7 separate regions of the Mus musculus genome follow, and regions 1, 2, 3, 4, 5 and 7 are each linked to region 6. The links are chromatin contacts, called in public HiCAR-type and HiChIP or PLAC-seq maps. All regions are on one chromosome and are shown on one strand. The core of a region is the stretch at or near the end of the contact, and the rest is flanking DNA. Distances in the headings are between cores, read along the strand shown.

Evidence for each region. HiCAR-type assays count read pairs that join an accessible place to other places. HiChIP or PLAC-seq counts read pairs in DNA pulled down with a chosen protein or histone mark.
Region 1: a contact with region 6 is called in a HiCAR-type map of Th17 cells, with 4 times the contacts expected there. The contact joins two enhancer-like sites. A contact is called at or near these places in 1 of 484 Hi-C or Micro-C datasets (embryonic stem cells) and 1 of 115 datasets of contacts at active chromatin or transcription factors (Th17 cells).
Region 2: a contact with region 6 is called in a FOXA1 HiChIP or PLAC-seq map of pancreatic cancer cells. The contact joins two enhancer-like sites. A contact is called at or near these places in 4 of 115 datasets of contacts at active chromatin or transcription factors (CD8 T cells, bone marrow-derived dendritic cells, fibro-adipogenic progenitors and 1 more).
Region 3: a contact with region 6 is called in a BATF HiChIP or PLAC-seq map of CD8 T cells, with 70 read pairs. The contact joins two enhancer-like sites. A contact is called at or near these places in 1 of 484 Hi-C or Micro-C datasets (Th1 cells) and 2 of 115 datasets of contacts at active chromatin or transcription factors (CD8 T cells and memory CD8 T cells).
Region 4: a BATF HiChIP or PLAC-seq map of CD8 T cells shows a contact between it and region 6, with 11 read pairs. The contact joins two enhancer-like sites. A contact is called at or near these places in 2 of 484 Hi-C or Micro-C datasets (Th1 cells and cortical neurons) and 3 of 115 datasets of contacts at active chromatin or transcription factors (CD8 T cells, bone marrow-derived dendritic cells and pancreatic cancer cells).
Region 5: a contact with region 6 is called in a FOXA1 HiChIP or PLAC-seq map of pancreatic cancer cells. The contact joins two enhancer-like sites. A contact is called at or near these places in 4 of 115 datasets of contacts at active chromatin or transcription factors (CD8 T cells, bone marrow-derived dendritic cells, fibro-adipogenic progenitors and 1 more).
Region 7: a FOXA1 HiChIP or PLAC-seq map of pancreatic cancer cells shows a contact between it and region 6. The contact joins two enhancer-like sites. A contact is called at or near these places in 1 of 484 Hi-C or Micro-C datasets (pancreatic cancer cells) and 3 of 115 datasets of contacts at active chromatin or transcription factors (CD8 T cells, embryonic fibroblasts and pancreatic cancer cells).

The regions. Positions count from the first base shown.
Region 1 is chr13:6,157,685-6,161,656 of GRCm38.p6, reverse strand. No RefSeq gene overlaps it. Among named protein-coding and RNA genes, the nearest start is that of Gm35615, 130 kb to the left of the region's middle. Within about 2 kb of position 2,041, at least 22 of the 459 cell types and tissues checked have an H3K27ac peak or open chromatin away from gene starts, as enhancers often do. A contact at or near this core is called in Th17 cells, where this site is marked.
Region 2 is chr13:6,253,144-6,257,003 of GRCm38.p6, reverse strand. No RefSeq gene overlaps it. Among named protein-coding and RNA genes, the nearest start is that of Gm35615, 34 kb to the left of the region's middle. Within about 2 kb of position 1,518, at least 31 of the 459 cell types and tissues checked have an H3K27ac peak or open chromatin away from gene starts, as enhancers often do. A contact at or near this core is called in pancreatic cancer cells, where this site is marked.
Region 3 is chr13:5,407,339-5,411,225 of GRCm38.p6, reverse strand. No RefSeq gene overlaps it. Among named protein-coding and RNA genes, the nearest start is that of Gm40660, 46 kb to the left of the region's middle. Within about 2 kb of position 2,600, at least 19 of the 459 cell types and tissues checked have an H3K27ac peak or open chromatin away from gene starts, as enhancers often do. A contact at or near this core is called in CD8 T cells and Th1 cells, where this site is marked.
Region 4 is chr13:5,316,096-5,319,938 of GRCm38.p6, reverse strand. No RefSeq gene overlaps it. Among named protein-coding and RNA genes, the nearest start is that of Gm40659, 59 kb to the right of the region's middle. Within about 2 kb of position 1,513, at least 9 of the 459 cell types and tissues checked have an H3K27ac peak or open chromatin away from gene starts, as enhancers often do. A contact at or near this core is called in CD8 T cells and pancreatic cancer cells, where this site is marked.
Region 5 is chr13:6,228,862-6,232,586 of GRCm38.p6, reverse strand. No RefSeq gene overlaps it. Among named protein-coding and RNA genes, the nearest start is that of Gm35615, 59 kb to the left of the region's middle. Within about 2 kb of position 1,871, at least 7 of the 459 cell types and tissues checked have an H3K27ac peak or open chromatin away from gene starts, as enhancers often do. A contact at or near this core is called in pancreatic cancer cells, where this site is marked.
Region 6 is chr13:5,767,229-5,771,159 of GRCm38.p6, reverse strand. No RefSeq gene overlaps it. Among named protein-coding and RNA genes, the nearest start is that of Gm35413, 34 kb to the left of the region's middle. Within about 2 kb of position 1,304, at least 85 of the 459 cell types and tissues checked have an H3K27ac peak or open chromatin away from gene starts, as enhancers often do. A contact at or near this core is called in CD8 T cells, Th1 cells, Th17 cells and 1 more, where this site is marked.
Region 7 is chr13:5,344,455-5,348,137 of GRCm38.p6, reverse strand. No RefSeq gene overlaps it. Among named protein-coding and RNA genes, the nearest start is that of Gm40659, 87 kb to the right of the region's middle. Within about 2 kb of position 2,232, at least 52 of the 459 cell types and tissues checked have an H3K27ac peak or open chromatin away from gene starts, as enhancers often do. A contact at or near this core is called in pancreatic cancer cells, where this site is marked.

The DNA of each region.
Region 1 (3,972 bases), core at 792-3,291, 390 kb before region 6:
CAGAGAAAACCCTCTCTCAGGCAGTCTTTTAGTAAGATATGACTTATTCAGGTAGTATAAGAACTGATATTGTACATAAGCCAGTTTCCCTAAATTAATTAATCATTTAATATAATTCTCATATAACTCCACTCACTGTTTTTTTCAAAAGTTGATTCCAAGAAATACATGAAAAATTTAAAGAATAGTGACGAATTTTAAAAGCAAAAGCAAATTTAAAGAAGTTGCTTTCTAAGAGCTAAACATTAATTATAAAGCCACAGTGATTAAAATCCTGTGGTGCTAGCTGCCTTGATAACAAATGAAAGAATAAACAAATACCATAGGATAAAGAATCTAGATGTAAACGTACATCCATATGTTCATGTAATTTTGCACATATGTAATGGGGTGGTCAGGTGAAGCCATGGTAATCTTTGCTATAAATTGATGGAATTATTTTTCTTATAAGTGTGCTATGGTAAGTTGAAAAAAATAAATGCATGGTGTCTGCTTGCGCTGTAATAGCAACTGGTCCAGTTTTGCTTATTTGTTTGTTTGTTTGTTTGTTTGTTTTAGTAAATGAAGATCAACTAATAGATGCTTTAATCACACTCATAGAACTAGGACTTTGGAAAAGTCAAATATTTGTAAAACATTAAACACAAATGTGCACACGTGCACATGCATGCAGACATACACATAGCACAAGCACATGCAAACACATGCATGCACACATTCCTTCTAAATGAGTACACTTAGATCAACAGTGAAGGTGATTGGAGTATGTACATAGAAAGTAACTTGAATAAATTATGAGATAACAGTGCACACCCACTCAAATAAGAAATCAATAAGCAAAGCATCAGAGCAAAACGAAACCTGTGAGGCTTCTGAGTGCTGTCCAGGATGACATTCTTTGCTTCTAATTTGGTGCCACTCCTGTATGACACTTTGCAACTTTACTAAAAGCAACCAACATTTACTCTGTGACCGCATATACCTCTCCTATTTGTACACCAACATGGAATGTGTGCAACTAAAGCAGATCTATAAACGTGTGTTAGGAGTCCTATTTGTGATGGCTCCAAGCTAGCATTAGCTCAAGCATCCATCACAGTATCATTCTAAAACTGCATTATGTTCTTATCATAGGGCACAGGTAGCCATGGAAAGGTTTTCAGGTTATGTGGTCATCAGGTACACTGGGAGATAACCACTCTCTGTTGCCTATTGAATGACACTGTTTATATAGTATGCCAAATTTAGTAAGATCAGTAAACCAGGATAGACATTAGGTTTTTAACAGGTGTGATTTGAAAGTGATAGGATGGTCTGAGGGATATTAAACACATCCCGTTGCTTTATCTGGATAGTAGTATGGGTAGCCTGTGTTCATTTTTTTTAAACCAATAGGCTTTACATTTATGATTGACAACATGGATTCTATACTTTAAATGGGGAGTTAAATGGTTTAAAGGTAAAAAAGTAAAGGAAATATTAGCCCTGTAAGTCCTTCTACTGTCACATTCTGAGTACTACTAAGTTCAGTCATCACTATTTTTTTTTTAAAGTTTTTATTTCTTTTCTGGGTTTTTCTCTAATGTTGCCTGGACACATAAACCAGCTGTCCAAATTTATCTTCAAAACTCAAAAGCAGGAGTTGATAAAGTTGAGGACTAGCTGGTTAATTCTTCATTTTCTTTGACGTTTAGTCATATAGATACCAAAGTATCTTCTTTTAAAAAGAAATATGAATAATACTGGCAGAAGGTGAACCTTCTCAGAATAGCTCTGTTTGGGGATTCTGAGGATAAATGGCCCGATTCAAAAGCATGACCCTTGTTTTACACAAACTTGTAAAGTTTCAGTTTTGTTCCAGAGCATGTCCCAAGGTGACTGCAATAACATGCAGTGAAAAAAAGTGTAAAATATGAATGGAATCGTGCCAATGACATTTAAGATGCAGGTTCCACAATTCTTTATGAACAGGACACTGCAGCCTACTCTGACGTCTTCAAATGGAAATCACCCTTTCTTCCCTAGGGGTTGCACAAAACCCACTGTTTCCATAGAAACTGTGTCATGTGATGTCAGAACTTGGGGGTAGGCCTTGAAGGATGAAACAAAGGGAGTATTGGCTAGCTAACAAGAAAAGCAACCTGCATTGATAATACAGTCTCTCAAATAACAGGAAGAAACAGGCATGCATGCACATGTTCTATAGTTCTTGTCATGTTTAGAAATTGCATACAACCTGTTTTCCAAAAGCATGCAACATTGGGAAGTCAATATTTCTTTCCATGCATCAGGTCACTGAGAAAACCTGGGGGTTTGGGGAATTCATTAGCATCTACTTTTTCAAGTTGATGGTGGAAGAATTTATTTGGCAAACCCTTGAAATGTGACTTCTGTCTCGGGGGGTGGGGGGTGGGGGTTGGATAATGCTCAAAGAAACCAGCATAATGGAAAAATGTCTCAGACAGATATTAACTCTACAAATGTAAATATTATTATTATATTTGTAAATATACAAATAAAAATATTATTTACAAATGTAAATTTATGGGGTTTTATGTGGGTTTTTTTGAAAATTCAAAACTAAGAAATAATTTATATAAATGCTCTCAGGGTGTTTATAATACAAAGGGTTTCAGGAACAGTCTTTGCAGGATAGAGGGTAGCCTATTTCCTTCATCCAGGGAAAACATCGGAAGCCCAAATTTGGAGGTTCTACTCGACTTTGTTCAAATCATGTTATTAGCTATCTATCTATCTATCTATCTATCTATCTATCTATCTATCTATCTATGTTTTGAGTGTTATATGCTACTGTGTGTGTGTGTGCTTGCACATATGCCCACTAAAGGAGGACTATGGGTATACCACTCTCATTCTCTCCACATTCTTTCATTGAGGCAGAACCTCTCACTGAACCTACAACTCTACACAGTGAGAAACTATCAGTGACCTCCCTCCTACTATATGGGGTTAAAAATGAATAGATCTATACGTATAATTGACAGCATGAACTCTGTGCATAAGGAGAAAAGTTAAAATATTTTAAGGTTGAAGAAATAAAGGGCACCTTCTATGTCTAGATGGTATCTCCATATATACTCTCACAGACACAATTGGAGAACTGTCTTTCGTCATCACTTTTTTTTTTCTAAGTTTTGATTTGTTATTCAGGATTTCTCTCCAAGTCTATTTGGATGCATAAGTATGGTTTGCACTGCAGTTTTGGACACTTTGTGTGGGTGCTGAGGATTCAAACCCCAGTTTTGATGCCTGTCAGGGTTCTTATCTGACAAATCATTCGCTAAGACTGAATAAATTTGTTAAAGGTGATGGTATCAACCAGAGGGATTGACCGTTTCTTCTGCTTTTAATTTTTGATCAAACTGAGTAAGTAATTGTGTTGTTCTAGCAGCGTGGCAGAAGTGGATTCCCCTCTAACACCCATGACCTCACTAGCCCTGGGATGCTGGCTGCATTCTCAGGACCAGGCATAATTTCCCTCCTGTTGAGTGGCCTGTAAGTTCTCTAGACAGCTGTTGGTTGCCATGGAAATGTGAGTGGCACTTATTACACTGTATGGGTATCTTGCTATGCTTGTTTTAAAGAGAATCCGTGACTCGGAAGGGATTTAAATGGCTGTTAACATTGTGGATTCATTGGTTCAATTGTTGTTAATTTGGTGAATTTAGCCTAGTAAAAGAAGTTCTTACTGTGGCCATTAACTTGCTAGAATATTGTCTTTTGATAGTTTACCTTTCTTCGTTTTTATTCAGAGAAAATAAAAATCACAAAGTATTTTGCTTACAATCATTACTCACAAAAGACCTTTAAAATGGTTAAATTTACATATGTACACATGTGCACACATGGATATGTAGACACTAATCATATAAAATCTCTACTATCCATGTGATACAGTAGTAACCAAGTTCAGAGTACTTCACAACCTATGAAACAGTTTGATTAAAATTG
Region 2 (3,860 bases), core at 269-2,768, 490 kb before region 6:
TTACTATGGAGATACTCACCACCCTTGATTCTCATCTCATTTCCTCCACTATTTGGTTAGGTATTGTTCTAGCTCAAATTTTTTTGTTGCTATACCAATAACCTAGCCAAAAAAAAAATCACTTAGGGGAAAAAGAGTTTATTTAGTTCACAGTTCCTGGTTACAATCCATCATAAAAAAGAAGGCAAGGTGGCAGGAATTTAAAATAGCTAATCACATCCCATCCACATTCAAGAGCAGAGAAAGTATCAGTGTAAACATGATTCTTCATGCTCAGCACCCTTGCTACACTTACACAGACAGAACCTCCTGGCTATAGCATGGTGCCACCCACTGTAGACTAGGTCTTTCTATATTAATTAATAATTAAGACCCTCATAGACATGCCCACAGGAAAACAGATTTAGAAGATTTCTAATTGAACCTCTCTTCTCAAGTGATTCTAAATTATGTCTACTAGGCAATTAAAACTGTGACAGCCCTCATGTAAAAAAGCGTTTGCCACATGCCACATTGTTATGAAGTGCTTGAGTCCTCTGAAATCCTGAGCAAAAATAAACCCTTACTTTAGGTTGTTTATGTCAGGCTGGAGTGATGACTCAGTGGGTAAAGTGCTTGGTTGCTATATAAACATAAGGACTTGGAATTTAGATCTCTATCACCCATGGAAAGGCCAGGCATAGCAGCACATATTTCCAACCTAATTAGGAGTCAGAGACAAGTGGACTCCAGGAGTTCACTGTTCAGTAAGCTTAGCCAAACATCCAGATCAAGGGTCAGTGAGAGACTTTGTTACCACTCCCTCAAATAAGGTAATGAGTGATAGAGAAAGATAACCAATGTCAACCTCTTTTCTCCAAATGTGCATGCACCACACACATACAGATTTTTATGAAAAGTTGTTTCTGACATATATTGGTCATGATGAGAACAGTTAACTAATGTGAAGGTTAACACATACTTGCTTACCTCATTTCCTGCCTTTCAGGAGTCTTATTCTTATCTTGTTGGATAGAAAGCAGGACATGACTCAATGGTAGTGTGGTTATATTGACTTTAACCTAAGTGCTATGGAGGTAGTCCAAGGCAGAGGAGTAATTCTACTAGAGGAATTATACATATTGGGAAATAGGTAGGACATGAGATATTTCTCAAGTGACATATAATCAACTCCTCAGATGATGTCACTGGATGAGTATTCAGATTTCCCATCAGGGGATGGATCCTACACTCTATATTAAAAAGTAATGTCAAATCCCTGTGGTCTTACTTTCTACTATTCTCAATGCTCCCATGGCTAGATGAAATACCATGGGTAGCCAATAGTAGTAGCGATGTGTCTCTGTGCTTGAACGCTGTTTGAAGACAAACCTTCTTGAAGACTTTGTATGAGCCTCTGCAAGGGAAAGGTCTGGAAAGACAATTATACGCAGTGCATTTCAACCCATATGGCTGAGTCATGTAGAGAAAAGGATCAAGGTCACATTGTGGGGATATCCCGAGGTGCAGGACAAGGAAGTTAAGTCCTCTTCCTTTCACCCAGCTGGCTCATTCCCAAGGCAGAATTGCCAGATGGATGAACTCATACAGATCTAAAAGGAACCATACAAATGGTTGTTTTATTCGCAGTCATCAGATGTCAATTTCACCTCTCCTTATACTTCTGTCTATAGATAATTTGAACCATTTCAGGTGATAAGAGGCCTGTTAAAACCATTATGTTGTTGTTGTTATTGGGGTTTTTGTTTGTGTGTGTAGTGTGTGTATGTGTGTATAAACTGTAACTCATTTATTTTCACAAGACATTACCCATAAATTGTGTATTGAAATCCTATGGGCAAAACTCCCACTAGAATTTGCCTCCCTTGGCAGATGAGTAAGCCGACACATTGCGTGCTAACCTCATAGTTTTCTCTTTATAGAAAAATCAACCCCTTGGGGGAAAGCAGACATCATGCCTCTTGTATCCTCAAATCCTGAGAACTCGTAGGCCTGAACTAAAAGAGCTGGAAGATCCATCTTGAGGAATGTCTATGACCTCTTGGTGTTTGTTCTTTGGCTGTCAGATTTGTAAATACCTCCACAGTCTCACTGATGGAGTGCATCCTGCTTGTTGCTGATTGTGGACTCTGTGTGACAGGCCTGCTGAGAGCTCACTGAGAAGACAGGAATGTGTTAGGGAGTCACATTATACTTAGAACATTACACGTGTCATTGTACCTCAGTCTAAATACAAACTCAGGCTCCTAACTTTATCCAATTTCTACAAATAAATACATTGGTTATTTTTCTCATTCCTCTGACTACAAAACTATACAAAAGCAACTTAAGGGTCAAAAAGATTTATTTTGGCTCATGGTTTCAGAGAGGAAGTTCATCATTGGCAGGAAGGCATGGAAAACTAGTTCAATGGATGTGGGAATGGAGAGCAGAGTACTTCAAACATGGTGAAGCAAGAATCAAAGTATCACCTTTAATGTCTTGTGCTTACCAGATAGGAACAGCACCCAGAGGATCCACAGTCTGTCAAGGAGCATCACCCACTGAGGACCAATCACATGCACCCATTGGAGGCAGTTTGCATTCAAATCATGAAGAGAAGGAAAGCAACACTTTTCTTGGGTTTGGTGACCTTCTAGAAGTTTCACAGGCTCTAAAAAATGAAGTTGTAATCCTACTTATTTCATCTAGCTTGGAGTCTGCCATTTGCACTGGACAGCTCACCTGTCTCATGGACACCACAGCAATTTTGTTTCCTCTGCCTATTAGCCTCAACATCAATCTCTTTCTCATGCCTTCCTGTACATCAAACTCTCTACCTCAGTTACCTTCTTCTCTGGATGGGAATCTAGGTCTACTCCTTATTGTCAATAGCTTGAATCTGCTTTCTCTCCACTTTCTCCCTCATTAACAAGACAATGTGGTCAATATCTCTTTTGCAAGTTATTAAGGAGATGAGATGAATTGCTTCTTATTAACATTGTGTGTACAGTGTTAGTATGTAGTGCCCATGCCCTGGTGTGTATTTGAAGGTTAAAGGACATCTTTGTGAAGTTGATTCTGTGCTTCCATTTTTTCTATGGGTTCCAGAGATTGAATTCAGGCCACAAGGCTTACACAGTAAGAGCTTTTCGAGTCTGAGCCAAGTCCCTAGCCCAAGATGAAATGCTTCTTATAGATTTCTAGTTCCTTCACTCTCCTTACAGAGAAGTGTTATTCCTAAACCTCCTACACATGAGTATCCCCCAATTAACGTATCAAAAGGCATATTGGTGTAAACATAATTCAGATTAACAGCCCAAGGCACACAACTTCTGTTCAAAGAAAACCTTTCCTTCAATATGTGAACTTCAAAGGTTTAGAGGCCTGGAGATTAACTGGCAATAATGAGATGAACAAAAGAGTCAGGATTTATACATGTATTTGAACAACCATTCAATAAATAGGAAATATTGGAAGATAAGCAGCTGAAGGAAGGTGATACTGATTTGTGCTAATTTTTTGAGGTGGTATCATGGTGGGGAAAATATCATGGTTGACTGCTACATGGTAGAAAGAGAGAGCTAAAACCATGTGCTTGTATATCACATGACTCATAAATATAAATATTTTTAATAGAAAGGGGTTTAGCTGTTATTCTCAAGGCCTGAGCCTCCCTTCCCAGGTAATCTATTTCCTGTAATCAGAAAATAGATTCCACAGCTTCCCAATTTCTCATGACAGCACTGCTCCTAGCTGTAGAGCAATTGTTCACACACATGTGCTTGTGAGAAACATTTACATTGAAACCATAATGGTCCATGAAGACTCAAGAATGAAGCAGTTTATGTATCATTCTTAACAACCCAAACCACCAGAAT
Region 3 (3,887 bases), core at 1,351-3,850, 360 kb after region 6:
CTTGAAAAGCTTGAGTCCTTAACTCTGGTATGGTATTGATCCAGTTTCTGACTCCAGTTGCTATCCGTTTACCTCAGCTAGATAGTGAACTATTCCAAAAGGGCTCTGCTGGTTAGCACTGAGTAGCTACTTGCCAGACCCTATAATAATCTCATGACAAGCCTCTGAGTACACTTCTGAGGGATTGTCTAGTCTATGGTGATGCTCTTAAGCGATAATTCTGATGTGGGTTAAAATTAGTGGACCAAACCCTAGACTTGGATTCTGTGCTGCATCAAAAAGGAGAATCCTTGCTGTGTTCGGACATTTATCCCCTTCTGCTTCTTGACTGCAGATGCTTTGACCAACCAGCTGCTACAAGCTTTTACTGCCATGTCTGGCCCACCAGGATAGACAGAGGGAAATTGTAAGCCTCAATAAACCTTTTCTCTCTGGAAATCTGATACTTTCTTTGTATAGAGTGCAATACTCTCTTTGAAAAACAGCTGCTGAATGGAATCTGCAAATGCAAATTCTACCCTTAGCTTCCTCCACTTGTGATCTCACTTAAAAAGCAAACACACAAACAAAACCACCCCAAAAAACAACCCCCCCAAACAAAACCGTGTACTATATGTGGTTTTTTTTTCAGTTTTTTCATATAGTGGATTACATTTATATATTTCTGTATATTAAACCATCCCTGCATCCCTGGGGTGAAGCCTGCTTGGTCAGGATGGATGATTGTTTTGATGTGTCCTTAGATTCTGTTTGTGAGAATTTTATTGATTATTTTTGCATCGATACTCATAAGGGAAATTGGCCTGAAGTTCTTTCTTTTTTGGGTCTTTGTGTGGTTTAGTTATCAGAGTAATTGTGACCTTATAGAACTAATTAGGTAGTGTTCTTTCTGTTTCTATTTCATGGAATAGTTTGAAGAGTATTGGAATTAGGTCTTCTTTATAGGTCTGACAGAATTTTGCACTAAACCCATCTTACTTTTAATGGCTGCTTCTATATCTTTTTTTCGGGGGGGGGATTTTTTTATTTTAATCAGGTGTTTTTTTTTTTTTTCATTTGTTACAATGCTATTCCAAAAGTCAAATATACTTCTATTTCTTTAGGGGTTATGGGACTGTTTAGATGTTTATCTGATACTGATTTAACTTTGGTACCTGGTGTCTGTCTAGAAAATTATCCATTTCATCCAGATTTTCTATTTTGGTTGAGTATGGGTTTTTGTAGTAGGATCTGATAATTTTTTGAATTTCTTTGGTTTCTCTTGTTATGCCTCCATTTTCATTTCTGATTTTGTTAATTAGGATAGTGTCCCTGTGCCCTTTAGTTAGTCTGGCTAAGGGTTTATCTGTCTTGTTGATTTTCTCCAAGAACCAGCTCCTGGTTTGGTTGATTCTTTGTATAGTTCTTTTTGTTTCCACTTGGTTGATTTCAGCCCTGAGTTTGATTATTTCCTGCTGTCTACTCTTCTTGGTTGAATTTGCTCATGTGTCATGACCTCAACCTTTAATGATTTTAACACTTTGACTTACAATATAAAGTTAATTCCCAAATACCTACAATTTCTATATTATATAATTTATACATTGGTCAAAGAAAGTCACTTAAACATATCAAAATCATAGTAAAATGACTAGTTTTACTTTATTGGCAATTGGTGACTGCAACAGTTAATCCAGTCCTGAAATAATTTTTATAAACTCCTGCGTGTATGTGTCTGTCTCTGTGAGTGAAGGAATACTACTGACATAGTACGTTGGTTGAGATGAAACACCATCCTTGGATGTCATCATCTTTCAACTTTCTTTAGACAGACACTGCACACACTAGGTTACCTAGCTCATGAGCCTCCATAGATTCCCTTGTCTTCCACTCCCATCTCTCATTAGAAGGGCTGGTAATACACAGAAACATGCTTCTATTTCTAGCTTTGTGTGAATTTTGGAGATTTTTACTCAGATTTTAATCCCCCTGTGGCAGGTCCTTTTACCCACTGGGGTTTTCCCCTAGCCCTTTGAAATTATTTTCAATAACCATGAAGTAACATAAGATTGATAAATCAGGTTGAGAATAATCAGTGAAATCTCTGCTTATATCTTATTCCTTCTAATTCATACACACATTGTTTTACAGATATCCCTCCATTAGAGTCTCCTGATAGCTGTGCATTGTCCATGTTTCATAGGGGAGAAGAGGCCTCCAACCTATGTCCATCAGATATATTCTTGGCTATTCAACAAAATCTAGTAAAGCTATTCCCCAGGGGACAGTGAGTGCTGGTAGGGTCTCCTGCCAGAGATGTCTGTACTCACTCTGTTCTTGGGAGACACTGATTTACCTATAGGATTCTAGAAACTAGAATTTGAGAAAATATAAACTTCGTGCTGTGGAGTTAAAACTGTGCCAAGAGAACAATATACTGGTATGTATATGGAGCTTTTGTGAAACCTCCCTATAGAACAAATTAGCATGACAACTACTGAACTTCCTCTAAACCAAGTCCTTTTTAGGCAAGGAAACCAAAGTTCAGAAAGGTTGCTCCAGTCACTTCTGATCATACAGGCCAGTTGTGAAGTGAGAGGCTTTTTCAGTTCAATGTGCTTGTTATCACACAAGGGCAGGAAGTCGGTCATATATACGAAACCACTTTACTTTCCATCAGATGTGCTTTCTGCTTCTCTGAGATTCAGGTAAAAGGAATGAACCTTAATGTAGTAAGCACTTATTCACTAGCAAAATCATTTAGTGGCAACTACTGATCCTTTGAGGGAAAAAAAAAGTCATCACTGTGGTTACATCCACTCAACAGAAAGGTGCACTTGGACTGGGTGACAGGGGGATGTGTAGACCATCAGCTTCTGCAGGAAGTGCTTAATGCTGTTATTTACTAGGTTACAGTAGCACTCACATGAAACGAAGAATCTAAAGCTCATGAGAAATTTGCAGTGGCGTGCCTTGTAAAATGTGCTGGGAGCAACCTAAAGGAAAGAAAAGTTATTGAAAACTGGGAGTCCAGAAAGCAAGAGGAGTTCTTTTTTTGTTGAAAATAGATTTCCTATCCTGTCTTTTTTTTTCTGTTATTCCAAATGAATTTGCAAATTGCTCTTTCTAACTCTATTAACAATTGAGTTGGAATATTGATGGGGATTGCATTGAATCTGACGATTGCTTTTGGCAAGATGGCCATTTTACTATAATTAATCCTACCATTCCATGGGCATGGGACTGAGCAGAGACTGAGCAGACAGTGTTCAGAGCAGAGACTGAAGGAAAGGCCATCTAGAGACTGCCCCACATGGGGATACATCCTATATACAGACACTAAACCCAGACACTATCACAGATGCCAAGAAGTGTTTGCTGACAGGAACCTGATATAGCTGTCTCCTGAGAGACTCTGCCACAGCCTGACAAATACAGAGGCAAATGTTCATAGGCAACCATTGGACTGAGCACTGGGTCCCCAATGGAGGAGTTAAGAGATAAGGCTGAAGGAGCTGAAGGGGTTTGAAATGCCATCGAAAGAACAACAGTATCAACCAACCAGATTCCCCAGAGCTCCCAGGGACGAAACCACCAATCAAAGAGTACACATGGAGGGACCAATGGCTCCAACCTCATATATAGCAGAGCTTGGCCTTGTTGGGCATCAATGGGAGGAGAAGTCCTTGGTCCTATGAAGACTCTAAGCTTTAGTGTAGGGGAATGCCAGGGTAGGGAGGCGGGAGGGAGGGTGTGGGTTGGTGGGTGGGGAAGCACCCTCATATAAGTCAGGAGAGGAAGGATGGGATAGGGGATTTCTGGGGGGAGGGGGGGGCGACCAGGAAAGGGGCTAACATTTGAAATGTAAATAATGAAAATATATATATAAAAAAATAAAGCAAGAGGAG
Region 4 (3,843 bases), core at 264-2,763, 450 kb after region 6:
ATGGTCATAACCCAAGTACTTTCTCTTGTAACCTACTGGAAAAGGGTAGCAATCTACATGTTCCCATGACTCTTTTATAGTGGAATTCTAAGGGCCTTGTTTCTGTCATACTACATTAGCAGCATGGTCAATGGCAAGGGGATTATAGAATTCATTGTCCTTTCAGATCATCAGTATGTTACAGTTTTGCCTAGGGAGCAGCAGGGTGTTGTGCATGAGAGATTGCCAGTAATTTAAAATTTGGGCATGATCTTTTTGTATAGAAAGTAATAGACAAGTAAAGAAAAATTAATTTCAATGGACAGGTAAATGCAAGTCATTATTTATATGTAACATGTATTCTTTGAATGGCTACAAGATTCTATGGAAGAGTGCTAAATGCACAAATTTACTCTGGGTAGTTAAAATTGGGCTTGTCACACACATATATGCACATGCATGAGTGCACACACACACACACACACACACATACACACACACACACACACACACACACACACACACACACACTCACAAACATACACACCCTAACCATTCATTCTGACGCCTATGGGTTTTATCTGATGAGCACTATTGAGTAAGTGCTACCAATGTGAACTATAATGTACACAAAGAAATTCCTTAAAACTGAGCATACCACAGTTAGCTGCAAAAGTGTATTTAGTAATTAGATTAGGTGTGTGTTTTAACTAGCTTCCTGTTACTATAACAAATAACTACAATGATCAACTGTTTGGATCCCAGGTAGGGAGTTTCCAATGAATGTTTCATTTACCCATTGTGTTGGATATGTGGTCAGGTAACACACCCTAGACAGAAATGGGCAGTGGAACAAAGCCAAACACCTCAAAGCCTGAAGAAAAAGAAGTAATGAAAAGAAGTGAAGAACCCACTGTCTCTCCAAGGGAACAATTGCATGAAGAAAAATACAGTTCTCTAAGTGTCATAAATGTCAGCATTTTAAGGCATGATAGATAATGCTTGGGATCAAGCCTTTAACATATGGGTCTTTTAAGATGTTCTACATTGAAGATGTAGCAATATATGTATATGCAAACACATCTTTCTGTAGGTATATGATTTGTCTTGTACACTCTTATGAATGTGTCTGTGTGTGCATGGGAACTCACACAACGTCAAACCCAAACTTTCTTTTTGAGTATCTTAAAGGGAAAGTCATATACTGTAGTGACAAAGTAACTTGTTTCTCAGTACCACTTTTGTAACATCCTGCAGATGTGCCTACTTACATATTATGAGCTGAAGAGGACCATGTGGTCGATGACACATTTGAGAGCTCAGTACAGACAGCTTCCTGATTAGAATCATTGCCAAGTTTTTAACAACAAGAACTCCTTTTGTGGGTAGTGGGTCTGGTAATGCCTTTGTGGAATTCCTTCTAGGCTTTTCCTCTGTTTCTTCATGGAACTTCTGTTGTGGGCTGGGTGAAGCTCGCATGCACTGAACCTAGGAGAAGCTTTCAGGGGTTTCCTGTGAGGGAAGACTTTTATTTCTTGGTATATGTAGTCATATACACTGGGGCTACAGCAGCTCTGGGCAAAATCCCTCTACTGCTATACTCATAGACCAGAGAAACTTCCAAAAGACATTGTATTGAATTATCAAAGAAGAAAAATAAGCAGGTCTTCCCTTGACATAACTGTTGCTTGGTCTTTCTGTTACATTTTATGAGATTTGGTGTTTTTAAGAAAATGGAGAAATCTTTTGTAAGCAAGAGAGGGGTGTGTGAGTTGGAGTGCTTGCCAACATCACCTCCTAGTCTCCATTAAGTACTCCGAATGTTGGGGGCATTCCAAGGGGCCCATCTCCTTTATACAAACTTTGTTTATCATAGGGCTTCCTCTGTGAAAGAATTATGTTTTGTTCTCTGTGCTATTCGAATAAAAAGTGCTGGCTTCACCATTCAGCTGTTTCACACAATTTAATAAAAACAACATCAACAATTCAAACAAACAATAAAATGAAATGGGAAAATCTTTGAAGATCTGAGAATAAGAGTTTAACAAAAGTGTTAGGTCCTTTGAAAATTAGATTATTAGCCTTCAATAAAGTGTTATCATCTATGCAGAAAATAAATATGGCCACCCTAGTAAAATATAGTTTGGAGAGATGTTGTTACAGCAACCAGCACACAGTTTGTATTTCAGATTATTATATGTACAGTTGGAATTATTTTTGTTGGTTGTTATTAAAAACAAAAAGGAAAAGGCCTGGAGATTCTAGCTTAGTTCAGTCAGTAAGATGGTTTTGTAGCATGCATGAAGCCCTGGGTTCAGTTCCCAGGTTTTCAAACACCAGGCATGGTGACTGAAGCCTGTCATCTCCAAACTCAGAAAGTGGGGGCAGGAGGATTAGGGACACACTAGGAGTTTGAGAACATCATGGATACAACAAAGACTTTTCCAGAAAAGGTGGTAGGTTGGCAGAGAATGACAAGGCATGACAAGACATGAAAAGTTTAACTAAACCAAAATACATTATCAAAGTGATATTTTGAGAATATAATAATTACTAATCATTTGAGCTTCAAAGAACCAAGGCTTGATTGGTCAGGACTCCCTGTTTAGAAGTTTTTATTTGAGTAGACAAGGAAATCTTTTCTTTATTTTATTGAAAATGATCAATCACAAAATTCAAAACTTAAAAAATTGTAAGTTAAGTTTAAGGGCTTATTACGTATTACCATCCTTTATTCCTTCATTTTCTTGGTCAGGGCTCGGGGACAGAGAGCTGGGACTTCATGTGTGCTAAGCAAGGGTTGCAGCATTGGACCTTGTCTTTAGTGCAATTTACAGATATTGTCTAGTAATTAAACTGTGGAAAACCTAGCATTACTTATTAGAGTGAGAATTCTTTGTATTTTTGAAGGATTTAATTTTTTTGTATATTAATGTGCATAAGTATGAACTTATGTTTGCATAACTTATGTTTGTGTGTGTGTGTGTGTGTGTGTGTGTGTGTGTGTGTGTTTGAGAAATTCAGAAAAAGGGTGCCAGACTCCTCCGAAATAGAACTGCAAGTGTTTGTGGAATACCCAGCTATTATGTCTTTGTAGTACTAGGAGCTACATGCTAGTCATCACGACTGTATAGTAACAACTGAGCCATTTCTCCATCCCTGGTTTTTAATTTTTTTGGGCCAAGGTGTTGTTGCTATGTCATTTTGGCTGGCCTTGGAATTGTATGTCTTATTCCTAATATTTCTGATTGCAAAGATTACAGAAAATACCAACATTCATACCTTAGTAGAAATTTTAAATTTGAGGAAACTTGCTTGAAGTAGGCAGGTTGTTACATGCATTTAAATAGGGGTGAAAGAAAGGATAACAATAGGCTCTCATCCTAAGGATTCCTCTTACATAGAGAAACTCAGGTTGCCACCTGATGATAATACTGCAATTTAACCAGCTAACACTAGGCACCATAAAATGACAGACTCTGCAATTCTATTCCCAACCTCACCAGAGGTCTCAAAATTAATTATTTTTTCTTGCCTGTGTTTGCTACAAGCTTTGGAAGCAACACAGACATTGAGAAATTTTGCAAACTAGCAAAAAGATAGTAAATTAGTGTAGTTCAGCACCAGCCATGCACTTGAGGAGAGTAAAATGTGGTGATTTTGAGGCCACAGTCGCTTAAGCTTGGTGCTCAGGGGCGTTGGTTAAAAGAGCTTATTAAGAAATTGTATGATGATGACTGCCGTGTCCATGCAGAGAAGAATAAGAACACTCTACTTGCTCGGTTGAATATGAGTCAAGCATATGCTTGCTCCAGTGGATATAGAAATGTCTGTGAAGGATAAATTATTTTATATGCTTTGGCT
Region 5 (3,725 bases), core at 622-3,121, 460 kb before region 6:
TGTCCTCTTTTGAAATTGTAAGCAAATGAATGATTTGGGAGTTTTAAGTTTCATTCTTAACTTATTGTTGCATTGATTCAACTCTTGAAAATTTTCCAGAGGCCAATTAGTCTGTGTGCTAAAGAGGCACAAGTCAGGCCCAATGGCACAGGTCTATAACTCCAACTAAGATGCTTTTAAGAAATGAGGGAGATTCCAGCTCTCTGGATTACAGAATGAAATCAAGGCCACTCTGGAAACTTAGTGAGACCCTTTCTCAATTTTTAATATGAAGAATATAGATCAGTGGTATTTTAAAAATGCTTACTATATGTTATGCCCTGGATTCAATCTGTAATATTAGAAAGAGAGGAGAGGTGAGAAGCAAGGAGAGAAGGAAGGAAGGAAGGAAGGAAGGAAGGAAGGAAGGAAGGAAGGAAGGAAGGAAGGAAGAAAGGAAGGAAGGAAGGAAGGAAAGAAAAGGTGGGATAGTTTGAATGAAAATGGCCCCAATGTGCTCACCGGGTATGGCATTATTAGAAAAGATTGGGAAATGTGCCTTGTTGGAGGAAATGTATCACTGTGAGTGTGCTTTAAGATTTAAGAACCTCAATCCATGGCAAGTGGCTCATTCTCTCTTTCTGCTGCCTGCTATAGATGTAGAACTCTCATATACCTTTCTATCTCATGTCTTCCTTCATGTCACCATGCTTCCTACCATGATGATAATGGACTAAACCTCTGAACTACAGGTCAGCCTCAATTGAATGTTTGTTATTATAAGAATTTTTGTGCTCATAGAGTCTCATCATGATACTAGAAATCCTAACTTGATTCAGATTGGAAGAAAGTAAAGAAAGGAAAAGAGAGGAGAGAAAGAAAAGGAGAATAAATACATAAAAGACAAAAGAGGAGGAAGCAATTAGATAGACAAAATTATATTAGAGATGTAAGATTTTAGGTTTTCAGAGACTAGGGAAGAAAAACATGGGCATATCAAAATGAAATTTTAGCTGGAAATTACAATAGCAGGGAGGTTGGACTAAATATAATTTGCTATTTAAGGAAGTAAGTATAAATAGTTATGATGTCTTGAAATAAGGGGTAGCACATAACCCTCAGTACCAAAAGAGTAGGCCACAGGTGAATATCCTATTACAAGAGGCAACATGGCAGTGGTGGCTTTATTTGCTGTTAAGATCCTCATGTCTCTGGTTAAAGAGGGTTTGCTGAAACACTCCAGGACATGCAAATACTATGGAACTATAGACACAGGGTTTTAATTATGCCCCTTGTGCATGCCCATTATCCATTTGAATCTCCTTTGAATTATGACCCATTTGAAACATAACTGAACTCTCCTAAGAAACAAATATGGTTTCCTATATTCAAAAATAGAATAGTTTTTGTTAATCTCTTGAACATTTACCTATAGTCACAGTTTCATTTTATAATTTGTAATATCTGAGCCATTTAGAGTACTTATTAACTCTGGATCTCAGGACTTAGTGCTAATTAAAATTCTGAGAAATGTAACAGTATAATAGTTCAGCATGCAGACACCGGCCCACTTGTTTTAGATTGGTTGTCATCACAGAACACTCAAAGGCATGCCTTACTAATGCCCTAGACTTTTCTTAATCTAGTCAAGTGCCAAATCAAGATTGGCCAGCACAGGGACCATTCATCTGCCTGCACTTTTAGTGCTCTCATGTCGACTTGAATTGGGTGATACTTGGGATTACTTTAGTCTCAAGTATCATACAAAATTTATAAATTCATAAGTAACTTTATCTGATGATAAAAAAAATATAAGCCATTGAAACAAATATGACAGAGTAATGAGTCACCCATAAGCATGGGTGATTCATTACCTCTGATAGCATGGAAATCAGGTGCTGTTTTCTGATAGGCTGGTTGGGTAGCATCACTTTTGGAGAGGATGGGATCCGGACCACTGTGTCAACTAGAGCAGCTGCAGCAGGCTGCCTCCCCATAGTTTCTCAGGGAAAGCCTGTTGTGTTCCCTCCTTTCCGCCACACATTTGTCAGGCGATACTGATTGATATTTATGGTTCAATTTCTCCCTTTAATAATTGCCACCCTCTTAGTTCGGCTTAGTCATCTTTCCCTGAAGTCACGACTTGAATCTTAAGGACAGGGCCCTTTTCAGTGGGTCATCTGTTCCTTGCATCTGGAAGGCTGGCATGATTTCATCGTCTTGCCTCCTGTCCTCACATGCTTGCTGTATCTCCAACAATTTTTCATAGAGTCAAGGAGAAAATTCTCTTTTTTTATTACTTTATTTACTTACATATCAAATGTCAACGCCTTTCCCACTCTCCCCTCCGCAAACCTCCCACCCTATCCCCTCTCCCTTTTGCCTCTAAGAGGGTGCTATCTCACACACACACCCACTCCCACCCCATCCCTCTAGCATCCCCCTTTGCTGGAGCATCAAACCTCCACAGGATTAAGTGCTTCCCCTCCCACTGATGCCAGATAAGGCAATCCTCTGCTACACATGTAACAGGAGCCATGGACCCACCCGTGTATACTCTTTGGTTGGTGGTTTAGTCCCTGGGAGCTCTGAGGGATCCAATTAGTTGATAACGTTATTCTTCCTATGGAGTTGCAGTCCCCTTCAGCTCCTTCAGTCCTTCCCTTACTTTTCCACTGGGATGCCCAGGCTCAGTCCAGTGATTGACTTTGAGTGTCTGCATCTGTCTTAGGTGCTGGCAAAGCCTCTCAGAGGACAGCCATCCTAGGCTCTTGTCTGCAAGCGGTCCTTGGCATCAGCAAGAGCGTTGGGGTTTGGTTCTGTGGATGGGATGGATCCCAAGTCTCTGCTCCATTTCTCTTCGGACCCTGCATTTTCTTTAGACTGGAACAATCCTGGATTGAAATTTTTGAGACGTGTGAGTGGCCCCTTTCAAGGAGGAAAGTTTTGATCCATTCCTTTTTAGCCATTTTTAGACTACTAGAGTTGCCTGCTCTCAGGAAAAAAAGTAATTCTGGAGACGAAGAAAGAAGCGCTGTAGGATTCCAAGCACCATGTTCGACTCTCACACACTTTGCATCCCCAGGACCACTGTCTCCCCAGAGTCTGCCCAGCTGTGTAAAAAGCCCATCCATCCATTATCATCCATTATCAAATGGAAGGCATCCAGACCCTTGGTGAGAAGCGGGAGAGTGCTAATGTCCACACAGGGAAAATTATTGACCATGAACTGAGAAGTTTTTTTTTTTTCCTATTCTCCTCCCTGTGATTAGAATTACTAATTAGGTCAACATGAAATTAAAATGATTGCAAGACTGAAACATTTGAGGAAGAATCTCTTAAAGTCCATTTTTCATCACTGAGCTGAGACTAAATTATGCTGTCAAAGTGCCATATTATTTCAAATTAGCCAAATTAATTAATCTACTCAGTCCTTGGCTATATTAATCATCTGTTTTAGGATTTTTTTTTTTTTAGAGAAAGAATGTGACTTTCTCAGTTTAGTGCACATAGATTTAGTGCACATAGATGAACTTCTCTGGAAGGTAGTGTCCCTTTCTGTAAAATCTGTTTTGTTGTTGTTGTTGTTGTTGTTGTTTTGTTTTGTTTTGTTATGTTTTTTAAAACTAGGCAGTGATAGGATTCCATCAAACACAAATTATATTTCAAGTTTCTTTTGTTTGTTTCTTTGTTTGTTTGTTTTTTCAAGACAGGCTTTCTCTGTGTAGCCCTGGCTGTTCTGGAAC
Region 6 (3,931 bases), core at 55-2,554:
TTTTGTTTGATGCTACCCAGCAATACAGTTTCCCTTGGAGGGACAGGAGAAGCTGAAGCAGGCCACCTTTTCTATATAAGGACATTCAGACAGCTGGTGTCCAGGCGCCTTGAGGTAAGCATGCATTCAACAGCTGGATTCCTCTTCCTCTTTTTCTCTTTGTTGTTTTCATCCCAATGACATCAGCTCCTGATTTTATGATCTCCATGTTGGACAGGGCATCCTTATCTGTCATTATTATCTGGGCGAGGCTTTAGTTATGAAGAGAAGGAAAAGATGATACCCAAACTAAATGGTAGTGACATTTGTCTCTTTGCCTCTAAACTGACTGGAGTCATGCTGAATCCATCCAACAATTCCCAATGCTCCAAACTGTCTTATTTCCATGCTTCCATTTTCTCTTAACTGCTAGGATTTTTCTCCCCACCTTACCCCACATCCCAGCACACTTGCTGAGTGCTTTCTCTTCATATTTATCTCCATGTAAGACAGAACTGGTGTTTTTCTAAAATTACATGGTACCTCTTTTGTGCACACATTCTAAAGAAGTCCTGAGATTCTCTCCCTGTATTGATTTGGATGGAGTTGCCTCGAGCTGTCTGCTCTTAGGGAGACAGAAAGGTCACGTTTGTAATTGCTTTGAAAGTAGAGAAACTTCCAGAAACTTAGAAAAAGGGTTTTTGACCTTAGGGTCTGAACAGTTAATGGAGTTGTTTGTGGATGAGGTAATGTTTTGTTAACTCAGAGTCTGGACCTGTTATCCTGTAGTAACTCACTGAAGAAGTCTTTAACTGAAGGTGTGTGGGAGCACGGAGAACATTTCTGATTATAGAAACATTGATCTGATGTTCAGGGAGGCAGTTTTAACTTTCCCAGTGAGTTAGTTACAGCAACCCAGGCATCTCAGAGGATGCTTCCGTCTAGCTTTCCATCTTGTTCTGTTTTTGTTCCCTCCATATTACTAATTATGAATACAAGAAAGGAATGACTTTTCTGATGCTCTATGTCTTAAAATCTCTATTTTCAGATTAGCAACCTCAGGGGTAGTGATAAATAGGTCACTTATTACTGACGTCACAGGGAACTCCATGCGTGCCTCAGATGAACCAGGACAGATTTGAACAGTAAGGTATGGAGTTCTGTGATTAAGACTGTAAAAGACCTCAGCTCACTTTGAATGACAGATGCTAGCAATAGGTTAAAAATCAGAGTAAATGCTGAGAGTTTCTCTTTTTGAGACACATCATTTGGGTGGAAAATGACTCATGCATACTGGCTGACACAATGACCCTCCTGGGTGTGGAGGGCACTTCCCCACTATGCTTATCATAAACCCCAGCCCTCATTCCAAAGGGCCTCATTTACTGAGGGGGTGTTTTCTTCCTCACAACTAACTGGCTGAACCAGAAAAACTGTGAAATACTTTGGATTACTCAGTGAGAGGCCATTATTACCTGATCCTTATCACACCTCCAAAGGCCTTTGCTGTATAGTACATGCTGCCTGCCTCTCATTTCTGTCTTTTGTTTTCCACTTTTCAAGTTACTCTGAAGCTGGAGGGGGAGTTACAAGGAAGCCCCAGATATTCTTCTCTCTCGGCAGAATTTCCTGGTAAAGTTGAGTCCCAGATCCCAGTGTCCGGTTAGGGCTGATGACCCGTCCAAGATTAAGGCTTCCCAGGCAGGAACTAACCTCCCACATCCTCCAAAGCGCCTGCATAATACTTCCATTCTGACTTTGGGTGGCACAATTCCTATATCCATCAACTATGCAATCTGCACATGGTACTCTGCAAATGGCTGTGGACTCAGGCAGTAAAGGTCTTGTTCTTCAAACCAAAGTTGAATATCAAGGAATTAGGGAAGAAGGCTTGTAATGCAGGCAGAGGGGAAAGCTTCCTGTGGGCAAGGTTGTGACTGACCCTGGGTGGGCAGGAAGACCCTGTGTTTATCATTGTGCCTCGTGTATATAGTGGCCTCTGAGATGACAGTTAGTTGGTTCATTTTCACAATAAGGCAAAGATCCAGATATCCTGGGGATATAACGTGCCGCATAGTCAGCCTGACTTAAGTCCAATAGCACGAAGATATTATTTGGGGCGGCCTATCATATCCATAAGCTCAGTAAAACAGTAGTTGGAGAATTTCTGGAGGGTGTGTAGGAAAGTGTGGTGAAGACATCATCTCTGCACTCATGCTTGTGTCTTTGCATTGTGCTTATAGTTATAAATATCTATTTGCCAGCTCAGATACTGTTTTGCTGTCTGCTGCAAGCCTCTACATTTTCTTCTCACTTCTGTAGCCATAGCCCATATGGCTGAAAGATGTGTAAAGAAAGAAAATCATTGTATTTTCAGTGGTTCAGACTGAGTCTGTTTGAATGGTTTCAAACCTGCATGAATATAATTACAATAGAAGGAAAATTCTCCCCCCAAAATCTATATCATATTAATGCTGATAACATTGCTCTTTTTTGTCCTCTACATAAGCCAGCCCCATGTACAAGTACTACACAGACTGACAAGCTCAGCTTTCATCATTTTATTGGGTGTTATTTCTAAGATCTCAGTATAAACAGGGTGCTCCCTTGGGATGTATTTCAGCATCAGAGTGTTTGCCTCTTGTGTGAAAGATTCTCGAATTGGGCTTTGGTCCCTAGCATCACCTCTAAAAAATAATAATAAATCAATAAAAGATTTAAAAAAAAGGAAGGAAAAATTAAAATTGTCAGCCTGTGAGTAAACTAGTATTGTCTTTTCATAATCAAACATAACCTTTTTGTCAGTGGAATTTTATTTCATTTTATAGTGTTATTTGGGTCCCTTTTGTTATCAGAAGCATCATTAATACATTTCTGTAAGAATAGCGGAACTCAGCTGCACATTAATGTTTTGGGTAGAGTCTGGAGTCAGAGTGGCTCAGCCGATCTTAGATGCCATGACTGTCAGCATATGTATCTTTATACCAACCTTTTGTCCAAATACTCTTTGTTATGGTGGATTCTGGGCACAGTGACAGGTATTAGTTTCAGTTTGATGCATTGATGACTTGAGAAGTGTTTTTAGCAAGTTGTTGGGGGTGGGGGAAGAAAATGTCATTTTCATAGAAGGAAAGATGGTATCAGAGGTCATTTCCCATCATAGTCATGCCTCAGCTTGGACTTTCTGTTTTCTTATGACTTCTGTCTCTGATAACATCAGAACACCCACATTCCACATAGACAACTTTATTTTAGTGAATATGGCAGCAATTCAGATCCAACCTTTGCATATTCAGCTCATGTCTTCTCTCTCACTTTAGGAGGCTTCAGACCATGAGCAGACTTGAGTCTACACTTGAAAAACAGGCTTCAATATTAGACCAGGAATTATTTCACCATAAATATGAGTTCATGTTTAAAACCGATCTTAGTTTTGCTGTCATTAGTAGTCCACCTATCCTATTTTCTTCCCCCTTCCCTACATCTTTTCCTTCTCCCCTCTTTTCTTTCTCTTTGTCTCTGTCTTTCGCTGTTACTCTGTCTCTGTGTCTCTCTGTTTCTTTCTCTCTCTGCCTCTGTATCTCTGTTTCTCTCTGTGTGTGTCTGCCTCTTGTCTCTCTATCTGTCTCTATCTGTCTCTGCCTCGCTTTGTCTCTCTCTCTCCTTTGAAACACTATCTCATATAGTCTAGACTGACCTTGAATTGCCATTGTAGCTGAGGATAACTATAAACTTCTGGTTGGTCTCCACCCACCACATGATGGTATTTCAAGAACACTACATGACCACTCCAGGTATTTGCTTGCTGGTGCTTGCTGAGAGCAGATCTAAGGTTTTCTATGTGCTAGGCAAATAGTCTACCAACCCCTATAATCCCCAAATCAAAGAAGTTATATTCACATCTAGATTTCATCTCCTCATTAAAAAAAATCAGGAATTAAGCCAGTTTGAT
Region 7 (3,683 bases), core at 983-3,482, 420 kb after region 6:
GAGGCCAGCTAAACTGCATTCACACACTGGCACTCCCAGATGTGTCCTTGCTGGATTTATTCCAGTCCCTCTGTCTCAGCAGCCAGACATGTGTTGCTTAAGTCTGATCTTCAGTATCTGAGCCTGACAACCACAGGAGCCTTTGTGCTGTTTATTTATTTGATGGCTGTCTGTCTCTCTCTCCCTTTCTCTCCCTCTCTCTGTCTCTCTCTCTCTACCTGAGTGCGTGTTTCCTTCTTTTATATGTTCTTGATTCCTTCTTTTCTATTAAAATTTTAAAAATGTTTGTTTCCAGGACAAAAAAAGTAAGACTTTTAATGGCAGCCAGGAGATGAGATGAGATGGTGTTTGGGTGTTTGTTTTAGTTACAGGAAGGTCACTACAATTACAACTGCAGGCAGACACCTGCACCATCTGTTTTTGTCAATAAGCCTTTCAAAAGAACACAACACACAGTCATTTCCCATCAGGATGTGTTCTTTCAGACCTGTGAAGAACATTGGCTCACCTGGAACATGACTATTTCTTGAAAGATTTTTTTTTGCTATATTATATGATGGTAAGAATTGGTTGTTAAATGTGAGAGTGGGTGGGTAGGGGAGCAGGACAGGGGGAGGGTATAGGGAACTTTTGGGATAGCATTTGAATTGTAAATAAAGAAAATAGCTAATAAAAAAGGGGGAAATGAGATATATAAAAAAAGAGTTGGTTGTTTGTGAGGAAAAAAGAAATCTTGTCTCAAGTTAAAAGCTTGAATCCCTACTCTGTCTCTCTGTCTGTTCCCGAGTCTGTGTCTGAGTGTGTGTCTGTGCCTGTGCCTGTGTCTGTGTCTGTGTCTGTGTCTGTGTCTCTGTGTCTGTGTCTGTGTCTGTGTCTGTGTCTGTGTCTGTGTCTGTGCCTGTGCCTGTGCCTGTGCCTGTGCCTGTGCCTGTGCCTGTGCCTGTGCCTGCCTGTGCCTGTGCCTGTGCCTGTGCCTGTGCCTGCCTGTGCCTGTGCCTGTGCCTGTGCCTGTCTCTGTCTCTGTCTCTGTCTGTCTCTGTCTCTCTGCCTCTCTCTGTCTCTCTGCCTCTCTGTCTCTCTGTCTCTCTGTCTCTGTCTGTCTCTCTCTCTCTGTCTCTCTCTCTCTGTCTCTGTCTCTGTATATTAGTGATGACTGGGGAAATGGGACAGGAGTTTTGGAGAGCAATCACAGCCATCTAGCCATCACTGTTCAGGCTGATGATTTGAATACCTGAGAGAGACACGAAATGATTAACACATAATACTATAGACGGTAATGGGTATACCACTTCCTGGAAAAGACATCATTCATAGGAAGTGACCACAAGTCTTTGTCAACTGATTCCCATCCCTGGAAATATCCAGTGAGTGAAGTTCCAAAGCCTTCAGAGTTTGGTCAGGCATGACAACTCTTTATTTGTTGCTCTTAACTCTTGTGATGGACACAAAATCCAAACAATAGATGTCTGTATGCATTAGATATTTTTGTTCACATGTGATGTAAACACTACCTTTATCATTTTAAATAAGGGAAATTAAGACTACAGCTTAGCAAGAAAAGACAATACCTTATCTAGCCTCCTGAAAGTTCAACAGTTTCATTACCATATCCCACTGTATCATAGCTATTAAAAAAAAAAACAAACAGAAAATACAGGCTTTTAATATTGTGGATAGGATTGTGAAATCACAAACACCCCAGTATGTGATGAGTGCTGTGTGTAACAAAGAGGCGCAGCCGCATTTCTTCACTTTCCATCCTCAGAACAGTCTTAAATTTTAGCCTTCTCTAGAAGGATCTCCCTGATCTTGGAAGAACAAATATTCTCCTGGATTAATTATCTCGGAGGAAACAGTTTTCCAAAGGGAGCCTATCATGGATTGATTTTCTATGTTAATGAGTTATTTATTTTCTCATATATTTCTAAGTCATCTCCGTAAACATCGCTTAGTTTGAAGAAATGAGGAGTTTTTGTTTATTGTAGAAAAGCACATTTTTAAATTACATGCATTTTTTCCCTTTTTGGGTGAGGCAAGAAGGAAAGAAGGAAAACCATAACTTGTTTACTGCAAAACAGAATGTTCGGTTAACTGCCCAAATCAGAACTTTCCCGTACTGACTTAGGAATGAGGGCTGATCAGTAATCTTCACCAAGTTCGGAGGGTTAGAGGTGACTCAGGCTCCATGAATGTGTTCTGGTCTTATTTAAAGAAAGGCCCCTGAGTCATGTGGAGTTGTGTCAAAATGTGTGGTATGTCATGTTATTTTAAAAAGACAGCTTGGGGAGAGGAAATTGAACTATCTTTTTTTTTTTTTCCAGGGAACTTTGCCCTCTTGTAGAAGTCATTTCCCACACATCTCACTTTCTTTGCAGTCAGGCTGTGGTGTATTTTTATCGTAGATATATCCCTAATGACTTCTCATGTCGAGCTTGTGTAGTGAACTATTTTTCATTAATATTTATCCTCAGCTGCTGTTAAATGCATTGCTTACAGCTGAATACATTTACCATCGATCTACTATCATTTGGATGTCTCATCCATCTGAAAGGATGGCTAAACACATATATTTGTTATTTTTAACAATAGGAAAAAATTCACAAACCTAAATGAGTTTCAGTTATCTTAGCTAAGTAAAATTTGAAAGTGTCAATCTTGTTTGTATTCAGAATTTTTAAGTACATGTAAAAATTTTTTAGAAATGTAAAAAAAAAATTAAATTAAAAAGTATAAATACCCAAAGGACTGCCAGGGGAGGAAAAGGCAGCTTTCTTTAGAGCTGTAATTTGTGGTTGGTTGACCATGCTTCTGTGCATGTCCCCACATACATGTGCATGTGGAGAGCACAAATTAAATTCAGTGGCTTATTTATATTTAAAAAAATAAGAAGACGAGGAAAATGAAGTTGCAAGGATGTCTGTGTGGATCCAGGAGTCTAATGGAGAAATGGGACAGAAACAATTCCACATGTATTAAATTCTTAAAGGGTAAATTAAAATATATAAAAATAGATGGGCAGAGGGGAGGTATAGGGGATTTTGGGATATCATTTGAAATGTAAATGAAAGAAAATATCTAATAAAAAATTTAAAAAATAAATATGTAAATTTTAAAAGTGTAAAAAGTACTTTGATGAATAAAATTATACTTAGTTATGATGAACTGTAACTTTAGGGTTCATGATCAAGTATGAAATCTTGAATAAGGGCTTGTCCAAGTATGTGAGCTGATTTGTTATTATAAATCCACTTTTGCTTTTGAGAGTCTTTCTCTATACAACAGGAATAGTATACATTTCAACTCCAGTTTGGGTAAATTGCTTCTGGGTCTATTATTCGGTTCAATCAACCAAATACTAATTAAAGCCATCCCATTTCCAAATCTAAAACACTGAGTCAGGAAACATATCCCTATGTTCAGCTTGACATGCTCCATTTCTTGCTTATTTTCAGTCTCAATACAATGCCCTAAAGATACACTGCCATTTTACCCCTATTTTTGCTGATGAAAACTGGCCAGACATGCAACTGCTTGGGTGTGAATCAGTCTACCACAATTTGAGAATTGAGTCTAACTACAGATTTCAATGGAAATGAAATAATTGTAGTAGACTTTTAGGGTTAGCAGGAATCTTGATCGAATTCCCATTGGTGGGAGTTGCATGTTAGAATGTGGTACTGAAG